3 separate regions of the Sus scrofa genome follow, and all the other regions are linked to region 1. The links are chromatin contacts, called in public HiChIP or PLAC-seq maps. All regions are on one chromosome and are shown on one strand. Each heading gives the region's core, a stretch centred on a gene start, on an enhancer-like site or on the middle of the called end of the contact. The rest is flanking DNA. Distances are from core to core; before and after follow the strand shown.

The links. HiChIP or PLAC-seq counts read pairs in DNA pulled down with a chosen protein or histone mark.
Region 2: a contact with region 1 is called in an H3K27ac HiChIP or PLAC-seq map of alveolar macrophages. The contact joins two enhancer-like sites. A contact is called at or near these places in 2 of 47 Hi-C or Micro-C datasets (embryonic fibroblasts and subcutaneous adipose tissue) and 1 of 2 datasets of contacts at active chromatin or transcription factors (alveolar macrophages).
Region 3: an H3K27ac HiChIP or PLAC-seq map of alveolar macrophages shows a contact between it and region 1. The contact joins two enhancer-like sites. A contact is called at or near these places in 1 of 5 promoter capture datasets (liver), 16 of 47 Hi-C or Micro-C datasets (alveolar macrophages, brain, embryonic fibroblasts and 10 more) and 2 of 2 datasets of contacts at active chromatin or transcription factors (alveolar macrophages and skeletal muscle).

The regions. Positions count from the first base shown.
Region 1 is chr1:119,973,398-119,977,934 of Sscrofa11.1, reverse strand. TMOD2 (tropomodulin-2) reads left to right here. Exons shown (of 10, transcript XM_001925676.5): 7 at 1,052-1,159. Among named protein-coding and RNA genes, the nearest start is that of TMOD3, 27 kb to the right of the region's middle. Within about 2 kb of position 2,499, at least 1 of the 83 cell types and tissues checked has an H3K27ac peak or open chromatin away from gene starts, as enhancers often do. A contact at or near this core is called in alveolar macrophages, where this site is marked.
Region 2 is chr1:119,464,640-119,469,176 of Sscrofa11.1, reverse strand. It overlaps MYO5C (unconventional myosin-Vc), which reads right to left. Exons shown (of 41, transcript XM_021095283.1): 9 at 3,472-3,572; 10 at 176-441. Among named protein-coding and RNA genes, the nearest start is that of MYO5C, 60 kb to the right of the region's middle. Within about 2 kb of position 2,411, at least 2 of the 83 cell types and tissues checked have an H3K27ac peak or open chromatin away from gene starts, as enhancers often do. A contact at or near this core is called in alveolar macrophages, where this site is marked.
Region 3 is chr1:119,690,101-119,694,637 of Sscrofa11.1, reverse strand. No RefSeq gene overlaps it. Among named protein-coding and RNA genes, the nearest start is that of MAPK6, 79 kb to the left of the region's middle. Within about 2 kb of position 1,902, at least 12 of the 83 cell types and tissues checked have an H3K27ac peak or open chromatin away from gene starts, as enhancers often do. A contact at or near this core is called in alveolar macrophages, where this site is marked.

The DNA.
Region 1 (4,537 bases), core at 1,250-3,749:
GAAAGAGCGTAAGCTGGAAACCACAATGCCTTTCATGAGCTTTTCTCTGAAGTCACATATTGTCAGTTCTGCTTTCACAATAAGTCAGGTCACTGTCAAAGGGAAGGAACGTGTGTGTGTGTGTGTGTGTGTGCGCGCGCGCGTGCACCTATAAGAAAAAACATTGCCTGACATCTTGTTCATTCATTCTTATTGGGCCAATATCTAGCACTTAATAATATTAACCAACTTTTATGGAGTACTTGGTATGTGCCATATCCTTTGCTAAATACTTGAAATTCATTACCTCATTTAATCCTTAGTGCCACTTAAAGAGGGTAAGTTGCCCACAGTCACAGAGCTGGTCTGTAGTGCATCCAGAGCTCATGCTGGCCTATAGTTGTGCTCTATATTGTCTCCCTCTTCAGTGTTCGGTACTATGCTAAGTGCTGTAGAAGAGGAAGTAAGATTCATTCAGTCTTTATTCTGAAGAACTTAAATTAGGAGAAAAGCACTAAGCAATAATTACAACAGGATATGGTAAGCCCCCAAAAATGTTGTGGAAATTCAGGCAAGGAAAATTTTGATTCTGCCTGGGAGAGCCCATAAATAAAAGAAGCAATATTTCTGCTGAGTCTTGAAAGATGAGTAGAAATTAGAGCAAAGATAAAGGAATTCCTAGGCAAAAGGAAAAGCATATAAAGGTATGGACAGAGGAAAACCTATGGTGTAGTAAAAGGACAGCAATTAGGTCAGTTTGGCTAGAATATAGAGAAGGAAAGAGAAAAAGGGAAGTATGGTGTATGCATCATTGGGGGGATCAAGTAAATGGAAAAATGATGCCAGAATGTCACATTGTATTAGGTTCCCTTATTGGACACTAGATGGGGGTATTGACTCAGGATAGGTCAGTTGCTAGAGCATAGATGATGAATCTATTCTCATCTCTTTGGGGGGATGGTGTGCAATTAGCCATCTAAATATATGAGGTGTTTAAAAAATCTGTGGAACCTTAGCTTGGGGGGCAGGTGTACAGGTGATTCATCACCTATCTGTGTCTTCCTCATCCTAGAACATTCCAATTCCAACCCTGAAGGAATTTGCAAAGGCTCTAGAGACCAATACTCACGTGAAGAAGTTCAGCCTGGCGGCAACCCGAAGCAATGACCCTGTGGCAATTGTGAGTAAAATTCTTAAGAGTAACATGAAAGGATAACTTGATCCCCTTGCTGTACAGTGGGAAAATAAAAAAAAAAAAGAGTAACATGAAAATATTTAATTCATTAGAAGCTATTTTTAACTTGTCTTATCAATTAACAATTTTTATTTTTTGTTTTTGTCTTTTTAGGGCCACACCCAAGGCATATGGAAGTTCCCAGCCTAGGGGTCAAATCTGAGCTGCAACTGCTGGACTATGCCACAGCCACAGCAACGCCGGATCCTTAACCCACTGATTAAGGACAGGGATTGAACCCACATCCTCATGGATGCTAGTTGGGTTTGTTACCCCTGAGCCATGATGGAAACTCCAATTAACAATTTTTAGCTCTGATAAATTTATTTTCTTTATCGTTAATAAATAAGTTATAATGAGACAGTAAAACAAGAACCCAACTGCCAGACACTTTGAGCCCACTGGAATTTTGTTAGCACTACACTTTTAGGAGAAACAAGATTAGGCCTTTAGCTAAATAAATATTTAGATTTTATTCTGTGCTTAGTACAAATTTGCTGAAACATTTTCACCTACAACATTCTGTCATTGTAAATGGATATTATAAGACCCATCAAAGCCTACAGGAACTCGACCCATAAAAAGATGTTAACATATTTCATTTTAACCTTTGAAATGGATTGATATATCTCAAAAATATTTTAAACCACCAAATCTTGTAATATTTTTTTGTTTGATACTATTAACCAGTGCTAAAAGAAAGAAAAAGAAAAACAATGGGAGTTCCCATCATGGCTTAGTGGTTAATGAACCTGACTGGCATCCATGAGGACACAGTTTTGATCCCTGGCTTCACTCAGTGGGTCAAGGCTCTGGTGTTGCCGTGAGCTGTGGTGTAGGTCACAGGTGCGGCTCGGATCCCCCATTGCTGTGGCTGAGGCATAGGCAGGAGGCCACAGCTCCAGTTAGACCCCTAGCCTGGGAACCTCCATATGCCTCGGGTGCAGCCCTAAAAAGACAAAACAAAAACAAAAACAGCAACCACCAAAAGCCCTATTCCCTCTACTTGCTTTAGATAATTCAAGTAAATAAGGAAGCCCCTGGTCTCCTGTAAATACTGGTACCATTGCCATTGTCAGTGTTAATCCTCTTAGTAACAGCTTGCATTTCTTGAGTACTGACCTCTGTGCTTTACACGCATCATCCCATGTAATCCCCACTAAAATACAATGATGTATGTACTATTATTAGTTCCAACTTTAACAAATGAGCAATCTGAGGCTCAGAGAGGTTAAGAAACTTTTCCAAAGTAACACAACAAGCACGTGGTAGAGCTAGGGTTTACCACCAAGTCTTTCTGGTTCCTCAACCAGGATGCCTAACCACCAAGCTATGCTGTACTTACAGTGCCTCACTGCCATGCATTTGCAGAAACATGCCAGTTAGCAGCAGCCTGAGCAGAAGCCTGTGGTTCTACAGCATCTGAAGCTCAGCACTTGAGTTAGACTGGGAAAATAAAAGTTTTCTTGTCTTGAAGATGTGATTTAAAGTAATATGTCTTTTGGCGGATCTAAAATAGCATTAAAAATGGGTAACATGGGGGCTCCCACTGTGGCACAGCAGCATCAGTGGCATCTCTGTAGCACCAAGAATGCAGGTTTGATCCCAGTCCTGCCCAGTGGGTTAGAGGACCCAGCATTGCCACAGCTGCAGTGTAGGTCCACAACTGTGGCTCAGATCTGATCCCTGGCCTGAGCACTCCATCTGCTGTGGGGCAGCTGAAAAAAGAAAAAAAAAACAGACACATGAAAGTAATGATGACCCATCATGGTGCTGGCACAGAATAGATGTTTGAAAAATCCTTGTCAAGTGAAATGAATGAATGAAGATACCCTTCGCCTCTTAGCAATAGACAATATTTTCTGATGATAGCAAACTTTAAATAAGCACTTAGGTAGAAAGGGACTAAGCTACAAAATTGATGTTTTCACCAGCAATCATTTCATATCTAAATTTGCAGGTTGAAAGCAATTTTTGAAACTTACTATTAAAATATAAAAAGGGCAGAACTAGAAGGTGAAATTAGCAATTTAAGGGTTCATATCTTTGTATGATTTTGTTTATAATCTCTACCCTTTAGTAGGTTTGCTTTCAATAAAGCAAAAATATTCACAATATATTTTGTATGTAAGTAACCAAAGGGGTAAATAAAGAAATGATTTGTCATTTCTATTTAACATACTGTTTATAGTAAAATGGCAGGGATGTGAATAGTTTATAATTCATTGTCAGCACTACTAGTAAATGATCTAACTTCTACTCTAGGTCAAATAGATAACTTGCTGGGTTTTTTTTTTTGTCTTTTTTTTCTGTCTTTTCTAGGGCTGCACCCAAGGCTAAGGGTGCAATCGGAGATTCCAGGCTAAGGGTGCAATCGGAGCTGTAGCTGCTGGCCTACACCAGAGCCATAGCAACGCCGGATCCTCAACCCACTGAGCAAGGCCAGGGATCAACCTGCAACCTCATGGTTCCTAGTTGGATTTGTTAACCGCTGAGCTGCGACAGGAACTCCCTCAAATAGATAACTTGTTAAATGGACTAAATAAATTCCAAATATAATAAGCTCTTTGATACTATTTTTAATCCAACAACTATGTATTGAAAAAAAACACCATGTGAGAAGCACACTCTACAACTGCAAGGAATAATGGCTATCCTTTAGGGTATTGAAAAGAAAAGCCTCTTTCAGCCTTATGCCTGGTTGGATTCACATGGTCCAGCCTTCACCATGATGATTCTTCATTTAACTATGCCATATTTAAGAAAGAAGCTTTCTAAAGCTTGAGAATTGGTTGATTACCCCACAGGCAGTAGAGAGATTTAGACTGCGATTATGGCTGAACAACTTGCTGTTGAGAATTACAAATCAGCATTAAAGAAAAAGCTTCATGGGAGTTCCCGTTGTGGCGCACTGGAAACGAATCCAACTAGGAACCACGAGGTTGCAGGTTCGATCCCTGGTCTCACTCAGTGGGTTAAGGATCAGGCATTGCTGTGGCTGTGGTATAGGCCAGCAGCTATAGCTCTGATTACACCCCTAGACTGGGAACCTCCATATGCCGCAGGTGTGGCCCTAAAAAAACAAAAAGACCACAAAAAAAAAAAGAGCTTTAAGAGACTTTTCTATTTAAGGCGCTGAAACAGATTCAACAAAGCACTTGTGGGATTATTGTGAATATAGACAAGCTATGTGTGATGCCGTTACCCCCATTTTACAGACGTGGCAACTAAGACTCAGTTTGAGTAACTTAACTAAGATTACACAGCATGTGGCCAAGCCAGCAAGTGAATTTAAGTGACTTTTAATCAAATTCATTCTAGTAT
Region 2 (4,537 bases), core at 1,162-3,661, 510 kb after region 1:
TTAAATAAAGCACAGCCTAGGGGACTGTACTTAGCACCCATATGTTAAAAAAACAAAGAACATCATCTTTCTGATCATATGAAACATCAAAGCACAACCAGAATAAAATAATCTAAAAATAACAGGCATTTGACATTTAAATGAGGAAAGACAGGTTCACTGAAGAGAATCTTACCCATAAATGTCCAAAACACCAATAAAAGTGTGCTGCTTGCCTGAAAACTGCAAGGCTTGATTAATTCTCTCCACTATGAAGTCAAACAGGTGCGCATAGATCTTTTTGGCCAGTGCATCCCTGGCATTGGTGGCCTGGGGCCTGGTCATGGGCTTCACCACCGTCTCAGAGGTCGTGATGATCTTGCGATTGCATAGCCACTGAGCCACTTTGCCGCTCTCCAGGCCCAGGAGCTCACAGAACACCTTCAAGTGACTGTCGTCCTCCTTCAAAAGTGAAAAGCCCAAGCCCTGTCAGGTCATCTAAACCAGCACCAGCCCACCCAGCCAGGCCCCTGGGTCTCTGCTCAGGCCTGCCAGAAAGAGGAGGATGAGCTGGGCTGAGAAGGACCATGCCCATTAGGCAGAGCCCCGTCTGGGGGTGAAGCAGAAGAGCCTGAAGTGGCACTGAGCCTGCACCTGACCTTTGGCAGGGCACCACTGTGGTAATGCCAGGTGGTCCTGGGCTGTGTTCTACCTGGATGTTATTTCTGGCCAAAGAATGTCAGTAGTGATTAGGCTACAGAAGCAATGCTTCCCCCTCTCCTGTGCACTGTGCATGTTTGAGGCCTCTCTTCCCTCTGCCTCACACCCAGGCCCCCTGTCAGAGCCTGAACTTGCCCTGTCCTTCCATGTGTGTGGTCAGGTTTTGCCAGAGGAGTGGGTAGGAGGATGTGTCTGGCCCAGGAGGTACCTAGGTGTCATTGTCAGAGAGAACATGGGGGCTCTCTGGACTAAAGCAGCTTTCCAGCCAAGATAAGACTAGTGGCGGAGGACTCCTGGATGTACAAAGTGAACCTTGTTTCTCTCGCAAGCCTGGGCATGAGAGCTGCCCCACTGGCCAGCAGACAAGGAGTGGTCTGCTCCCATTTGTCTTTAGACCACACGGACAAGGGTTCCTTGTCACTAAGCAAGGCGATATGACCCCGTGTGACTGAGTACTACCCGTCTCCTTGGGCAGGGGAACTTGCAGAGGCAGGTTAATCTGTTGACACCATCTCAGCCAACTGGGAAAACCATGACTGTAATTAAAAACCATCAGATTACAGAGAGTCCTGCCACCTCTCCACTACCCACCCACATGGCTTCTGACCAAGTTCACAATGATGTGAGTGTGTCTTTGATGTTCCTGACCCCTTCACTGGGGAGAGGACAGGCAGGCCCATTGGTTTCCTTCCAACTAAGCAGGAACCAAAACTTCCGAGTCACAAACCTTCAGCTGTAGGGGAAATGCAAAGGGGCAGCAATTTTTAAAAAATACAGTGGCTTCATCCATATTGAATTTGGCCAATATTTGATGCAAATAAATGAAAATTATAGGACTAGTAATTTTCTGCAATGATTTGACTTTTTTTTAAAATAAAATCTGTCTCCTAAAATTGTGAGACAAAGGATTTCTAGTCTACCAATTTTAACTATTTAAAATACTATCTTCACAACAAATTTCAGAGGATGGAGTTCAAAGCAAGGGCATTTGCTGGGTGGACATCTTATTTTTACTCTATGGGAGTTTGAGAAGGAAAAGTGCAGAAGCTCATCTCTGGCAAAGAACTAGAGGGAGAACTATAGACACTCCATGCTCCTATCCAAGGTCAGGAGCCCTCACCAAACTTCCCAGTCCTTTGTGAAATTACTGACCCTAGGAGGGCTGGATATAGGGGGAGGGGGATGCTTATTGTAAGAATTTGAAGAGAGGAAGGAGAATTACTTCTTGGTCATAGGGCAACAGGATTGAAGCACTAGGTCAAGAAAAGTATATGCTCCACTCTTGGTGTTCTTTCCCCTTAAATGGCAGGTGCCAGAGATGAGAAACTGCCGTATATATAAAATAACAACTGTTCCCATCACATGTTATGGGGACATGAAAATAGACATAGTTATAGACTGAATGTTTGTTTCAGTTATATGAAAAATTCATACGTTGAACCCCTAACCCCTGATGTGATGGTATTTGGAAGTGGGGCCTTTGGGAGGTTTATATGAGATCCTGTGGATGGAGCCCCTAGATGGGATTACTGTCCTTCTAAGAAAATAAACTAGAGCTTGCTTTCTCTCTGCCATGTGAGGACAGAGCTAGAAGGCAGCTGTATGCAAGCCAGGAAGAAGGCCCTCACCCAGAAATCAACCAGGCAATCACCGTGACCTTAGACCGCCAGCCTCCAGGTCTGTGAGAAAATAAATTTCTATTGCTAAGCCACCCTGCATGTGGTACTTTGTTATGGCAACCAGAGTTGACTAAGACACATGTGTTAATACAAAGCTTTAATAGTAAGGGGATGTTGCATTTCACAGAAACTTTTTAAAACTGTGTAATAGTTCTCTTTACATGGATATTGTTGAGAATAACCCAACACACACCTCATTCTAAGAATCACCACTCCTGACATCTGTTGCCAAAGAGACACACATAAGCTTATCTTGTGTCCAATAAGTAATGATATCTGTCACAAAACTTACATGGGAATCTATTTCTAGAGAGGAAGGCAGAAACACTGGTGTTTGATTAAGAGAGTGTCAGGAGGTAGGAGGCATCCTTTCTGCTTAAAACTGTCCAATGCTCTTAAGGCCATCCATGATCTGTACCACCCCCTCCACCCTCAACATTTTCTGGCCTGGTCTACCACCCCTCCTTTCATGTGTTTTCTTTTTCGCATTTACCAACCTTATGGCTATTTTTGCAATAATACTTCCTGCCTGCCTGAGGGCCTTGCACTCACTGTTCCCTCTACTTCAAACACTCTTCCCCCAGATATAGGCACAAATCACATCTTTACCAAATCGGAAAGGCTTTCTCTGAATACGCTGTACAAAAGGCATAGCCCACCCCTTCTCTGCTTTATTTTCCTTTTTAATGGCCATCCCCAGCTGCCAGAGCCTATAAATGTTTGTCATGTCTCATCCCCTCCACCTTCCTCTGCCAGATCATATGCTTCGTGAAGACCTGCTGATTTTGGTTTGTTCGTTGCTGTTTCTCCAGAGCCTGCAACAGTGTCCGGCACACTGTAAGCACTCAGTCAAAATGTGTTGAATAAAAGAAGAACAGAGAATGCATTCCCTGCCCCCGTCCCTACTGTTGCAAGGGAAAGAAGCTTTACACTTTGAAAGCAATCCATGGAAAGTCCTGCTTCCTTGTTCCTGTTAAACTGGTCTCCCCAGTAGTGCCTGGTGTTAAAATCTAAAACTGAATTACAGTGAGAGGTTCTACTGATGATCCTTCCAATACAGGAAGGTTAAAAGGAACACATATCTTACACTGACCGCCGATCTCTCGTTGCCCACTGCTATGATCTCCACGTTGCCCAGATGTAGGATGGCTGCAAGGATTTTAAAAACATCCATCTGAAAATCTTCTTTGAAACCTGAAAACAAAAATTTCCCCAAATTAGGAATACTGCATTTCTTCTCTTGCTTAATCACTAGTAAGATAAGCAGCTGAATTCATTTAGGACACTCTGGTACCATCAGTGCCAAGAGCTGGAACAGGGAACAGGGAGTGGGCCCCATTTTCTGTCTTTCTAGTTTGATATGTGCAGGCACACAGCACGACCTCTACAACCCACCAGGTTTCCCTTTTGCAGTGGCTTCTAGGAATTTCAACACAAAAACTAGTATCTGAGTGACTATTTCACATCAGGCTCCTGGGAGAATCAGTTCTCATTCATTCTGTATGCTGTGCTTTCTTGATTGTTAATTTTTTTTTTTCTTTTTTGCTCATAAATTCCCTTTTTTCTTTTTATGGAGGGTGCCGGAAGGATTGCATTTGCCCTTCCAGCTCTGCACCCTGCTCTCTGCCCCAGGAAACTTGCCTGTTTGGACCAAGGCAATGGGCTCTCATGCCCTCTGGCCAGTGGAGACCCTGGCAGGGATCAGAGAGCAGGAGACAGGTGCTGAGATGTCTCCCCATCTCTTCCCCTGCAAAGGTGCCTCAGGCAGGCTGTTTTGCCAACTGACAGAAAAGGTCACTGTTCCTGGTCTAGCACTGACTTTCCCTGACCCTCCTCCTTTCAGGATCCAATAACACCCCTATTCTTGAACAGAAAGACCTGTTAACAATTCTGGTGCTGGCCCTTAGTCTCTACTGTTCCTTGTAGCCCCCCAAGCTCCATCCATACTTTTGTAGTTACTCCCTTTCTAAATATACCCTCCTTCTTGTATCTCATTTGAAATATCTATATTTCTCTCTGGGATCCTGATTGATGGATGTGGAATATCATTTATGAATATATAATATGTGGTCACCATGAGGGGATTAGCACATTGCCTAAAGGCAAAAATAAACCAAACCAGCTACTACAAAAGACTTGGTGTCTGACCCCCATATATC
Region 3 (4,537 bases), core at 653-3,152, 280 kb after region 1:
ATGCGGAACCTCTGATTGCCTGGGTCTTTTTTTTTTTTTTTTTTTTAAGGCCGCGCCCACAAATGGAAGTTTTCAGGCCGGGGGTTGAGTCAGAGCTGCAGCTGCCTACCTATGCCATAGCAACTCAGGATCTAAACCATGCCTGAGATCTGCACTGCAGCTCACAGTAACACCAGATTCTTAACCCGCTGATCGAGGCCAAGGATTGAACCCACGTCTTCATGGATATTAGTTGGGTTTGTCACCAGTGAGCCACCACAGAAACTCCTCAGTCCTGTTCTTCTGATGACCTCCAAGGGCTAGGGGGTGGGGCTGCCTAGAGAAATGGCCTCCACAGCCCCACCGGGGTGGGGGTGGGGGGTTTCCTGTCCTTGTATCCTTATTCTAGGTGAGGTCAGTGCCAAGTATGGCCTTTGTAGTTGTGTGAGTCCACAGGTTTTCTAAAGCCTACAGAGAATGCCAAGGTGGGCATTGTATCCTAGAAACGGTGATCAGCTCAGATGCAACAGCACTCTGAGAACTCAGACTGTGTTCTCTAAAAACAATTTCTTATTTAAAGGAAATGGCTGATCCACTGAGACAGCAAAGGTACAGGAAGAACCTGGAACATCCTGTTATACTGGAAAGCAGGACCACTTGAAGACCATTATGTGCAAGCTAAGGAACTCAGGACTTTGCATGGAGTGGCTGGGATTTGCTTATATGAAGCAATGGGTTGTAAGGGAGGGTACACATAAAAAAAGACTGGTTGTGAGTTGATCACTGTTCAAGCTGGATTTTGGATAAGTGAGAATTCATTATGTTTTTTCCTCTAAATTTGTATTTTTGAAATTGTTCACAGTGGAAATATAAAAATCACAAAGTAAAAAGTGGCCATGCCACACAAAAAGGACCAAATTGTAAAACAGTTGCAAGGGCCTAATTGTACATAAAGTTAAATGAATACATAATTTAAAAGTCTAGCTTCTGGGAATTCCCACTGCGGTTCAGCAGTAACGAACCTGACTAGTAACCATGAGGACACAGGTTCGATCCCTGGCCTTGCTCATTGGGTTAAGGATCCAGTATTGCCATGAGCTGTGATGTGGCTTGGATCTGGCCTTGCTGTGGCTGTGGTGTGCTGAAGTTATAGCTCTGATTCGACCCCTTGCTTGGGAACTTCCATATGCCAAGGGTGCAGCCCTAAAAAGACTAAATAAATAAAGTTTAGCTTCTGGAAGTTCCCTTGTGGCACAGCGGCTTAAGGATCTGGTGTTGCTGCAGCTGTGGTTCTGGTTAGGGCTATGACACGGGTTTGACTCCCTGGTGTGGGAATTTCTACATACCATGGGTATGACCAAAAAAATAAAATCTAGCTTCAAAAGGTGAAGAGCTAAGGTTGAGGGAGAATTTCATTCTCTGCAAAAGAAGATAAACTACAGCAAGCACACTGGCAGCTGTGGGATGCATGAGTCCCAGGAGGTTAGAGGCAAAAGCAACCTTCCTGGTTCTGCATATCTGGGGCCCAAGACATCATAGGGTGAGTTAACCTATGCCCAAGTAAGAAAGGGCCCATGGTTAGTAAGCATTACTGTTCAAGGACCTCTTTTCATCCCTCCAGTGCCCACGAACGAAGTCATGTGGGGAGACGAGCAGACAGCAAGGCTGTATCCAAATGCCCCCACAGGCAGTGTCGATGCTGGCTCGCCCCACCCTGTGGCTCAGTCATCTTGAGGTCACCCGCTGCCCTTAGCCCACCACATGCCCTCTCCCTCCCTCACTACAATGCCATTTGCTATCTTCTGGCCCCTTCTTTTGTAAGCACCCCCCACCCCCACTTCCATCTCCTTATAGAGCAAGCCCTGGGCCTCAGCAAAAGGGTCTCTGCGGTCACTGGCCTCCCAGGACAGTTGCCAACCCTGAGGGTTACTCACAGTTACTGGAAAGCAGCTTTAAAAATAGCTGTGGTAAAGACCAGTCAGAACTGTCAAACCACAGTAAATCCAACTTCTCTTTCCTGAAAACTAATTTCTGAGAAGTAGTCCTCTCCTTTTGGATAGCTAATTTATCTCCAGCTGTGGGGGAAACTCCAATTCCCAGAAGCACACGGGATCCTGTGGTGGATGATGGTCCTGGATCCCCTTTATCTGACCCTGCCTGACATCTCAATTGTCAATTTTATAGCCAAACGGAGCCGTTTCTGGCTGTGCAGTTGGTGTTTAACACATATCTTTCAAGTCAGATTTACTCTTGCTTCAGCAGCTTGGCTTTTTTAGGTGATAGAAACATACAATTACAAGTAGGCCTAAATGCAGTTGTTTCTAAAAAGCTTCAAGATCTGGTTTTTAGAATGAAAAAATCTTTATTTCTTATGGCATTCTTATGCTCCTGTTAATTGATTCTAGGATGGTCTACCTTGGGAGCACAGATTACAGTGTAATTATTATTTTGGTTCAATATATATAACAGGCAAGAAGCACAAATGGATGTGCCAGTGTATTAGAGAAAAACCTAGTGTTCCTTTGCCAGAGCTTTTAGGTCATTTTCCTCTCTTGCTACTTTAAGAAATGCGGGGCGTTCCCATTGTGGCTCAGTGGGTTAAGGACCCAACACAGTGTCTGTGAGGATGCAGGTTTGATCCCTGGCCTTTTGGGTTAAGGATCCCGCATTGCTGCAAGCTGCGGTGTAAGTCACAGATGAGGCTTGGGTGCAGTGTTGCTGTGACTGTGGTGTAGGCTGGCAGCTGCAGCTCCCATTGGACCACTAGCCTGGGAACTAATATATACCATGGATGCAGCTATAAAAAGAAAAAAAAGAAATGCCACCCCTACTGCCCAAATATTTTAGTTCTCTAAGCTTGTGAAGTGAGTGCAGTGGAGTTTTATATGCTTTCTCATAGCCACGACAATGAACTCTTCTTGCTTCCCCCAAGCACCTTCAGTATATTTGCCTACTTTGATCAAGTTCCTCTTTTCTACAGAGGTTTTTGAAGACACCAAGACAGATGTGGGCACTTTTTTTTTTTCTCTTGGAGAAGACGCAATTTCACGTGTGACATCTGTGAGCTCAAATTTTTCATCCCCTAGTAGATCAACTATACTTTAATACAATTTTTAAAAAACTGATTATATGTTGAAATGGTAATATATTGGCTATAAATTTAAATATAATTAAATTTTAAAAAATCTTTCATCCCCTCTGTAGAATTCAGCCAAACAAATATTTACCAAGCATCTACTGTCAGTAGGAATCTATCAGTTAGGAATAAATTTGGCTTCAAGTAACAGCAAAACCAGCCTGCAGAGTTTAAAAAAATAGAGGTTCATTTTTCTCATGTAACAAAAATTCAGAAGACATGCAGCTCCTGGTATTGGTTCAATGGTTAAAAAAAAAAGATCAGGGCTAACATCTGTGATTATTTTGCCTTTCCCTCATGGGTTTGCGATAACCATTACAGCTCAGTTATCCATATGGATCCATATTCAAGGCAAGGAGAAGGAAGAAGGAGCCATGCTAGCACCATCTGTGCCTCAAGATTAGAAAAGCAAAAGATTTCGCAGAACCTCCTGAGAGACTTTTGCTAATACCTTTTTGGTCAGACCATGTCACATGAACACTGCTAGCTGCAAAGCAAGCTGAGAAAGCAACTTCCAGGACTGAAGGACCCAAGTTTCCAGATTGAAAGGGCTCACCTAAGTGCCCAGCACAATGGATGAAAATACACCCATGTGTCAATGTGATATTTTAGGACCTCAGGGCCATAGAGAAGATCCTCCAGGCTTCTGGGGAGAAAAAAATGGGCCACCAAAAAAGGATTAGGAATCAACACTGCAAGCTAAAGGAACATAGAAGAATGCCTTTAACACTGGAAGCTACAAGAAAATGGAGAAATGCCTCTAAAATTCTGAGGGAAAATAATTTACAATCTGGAATACTATACCCAAAGTATGAATCAACTGTGAAGGTAGAACTAAGACATCTTCAGATATGCATGGCTTCAACTTTTTTTAACCTCTCATATGCTCTTTCTCAGAAAGTTACTGGGGTATGTATTTCAGCAAAAGAAGGGAGTAAACCAAGAAAGAGAAAAGGCAGGGATCCAGAAAAAGGAGCTCTAACAGGTGAGAAAAGCTAAGGGAATCCCAACATGATGACACTGAAGGGAGATTGCAAGGTGACAGTTGTGCACCCAGTACAGAGGACAACCAGCCCAGATTTGAGCAGGTGAGAAAGCTCTGGGAGACAGAGTTCCTTTCATCTTCAGGAAGGTGAAATTTACAAAGTACCTGATGTGAATAAATGTCTTGTGAAGATATTTTAACAACTGGTAGAGACTTTAAAGATGGATTCCTGAAAAGTTCATAGAAAGCCAATAAAAAACTAATCAAGCTAATGGAGTTTCTGCTGTAGCGGAATGGGATGGATGGTGTCTTGGGAGTGCTGGTATGAAGGTTTGATCCCTAGCCTGGCACAGTGGGTTAAAGGACCTGGCATTGCCATAGTGCAGTGTAGGTTGCAACTGGGGCTCAGATCTGATCCCTGGCCTAGGAACTCTATA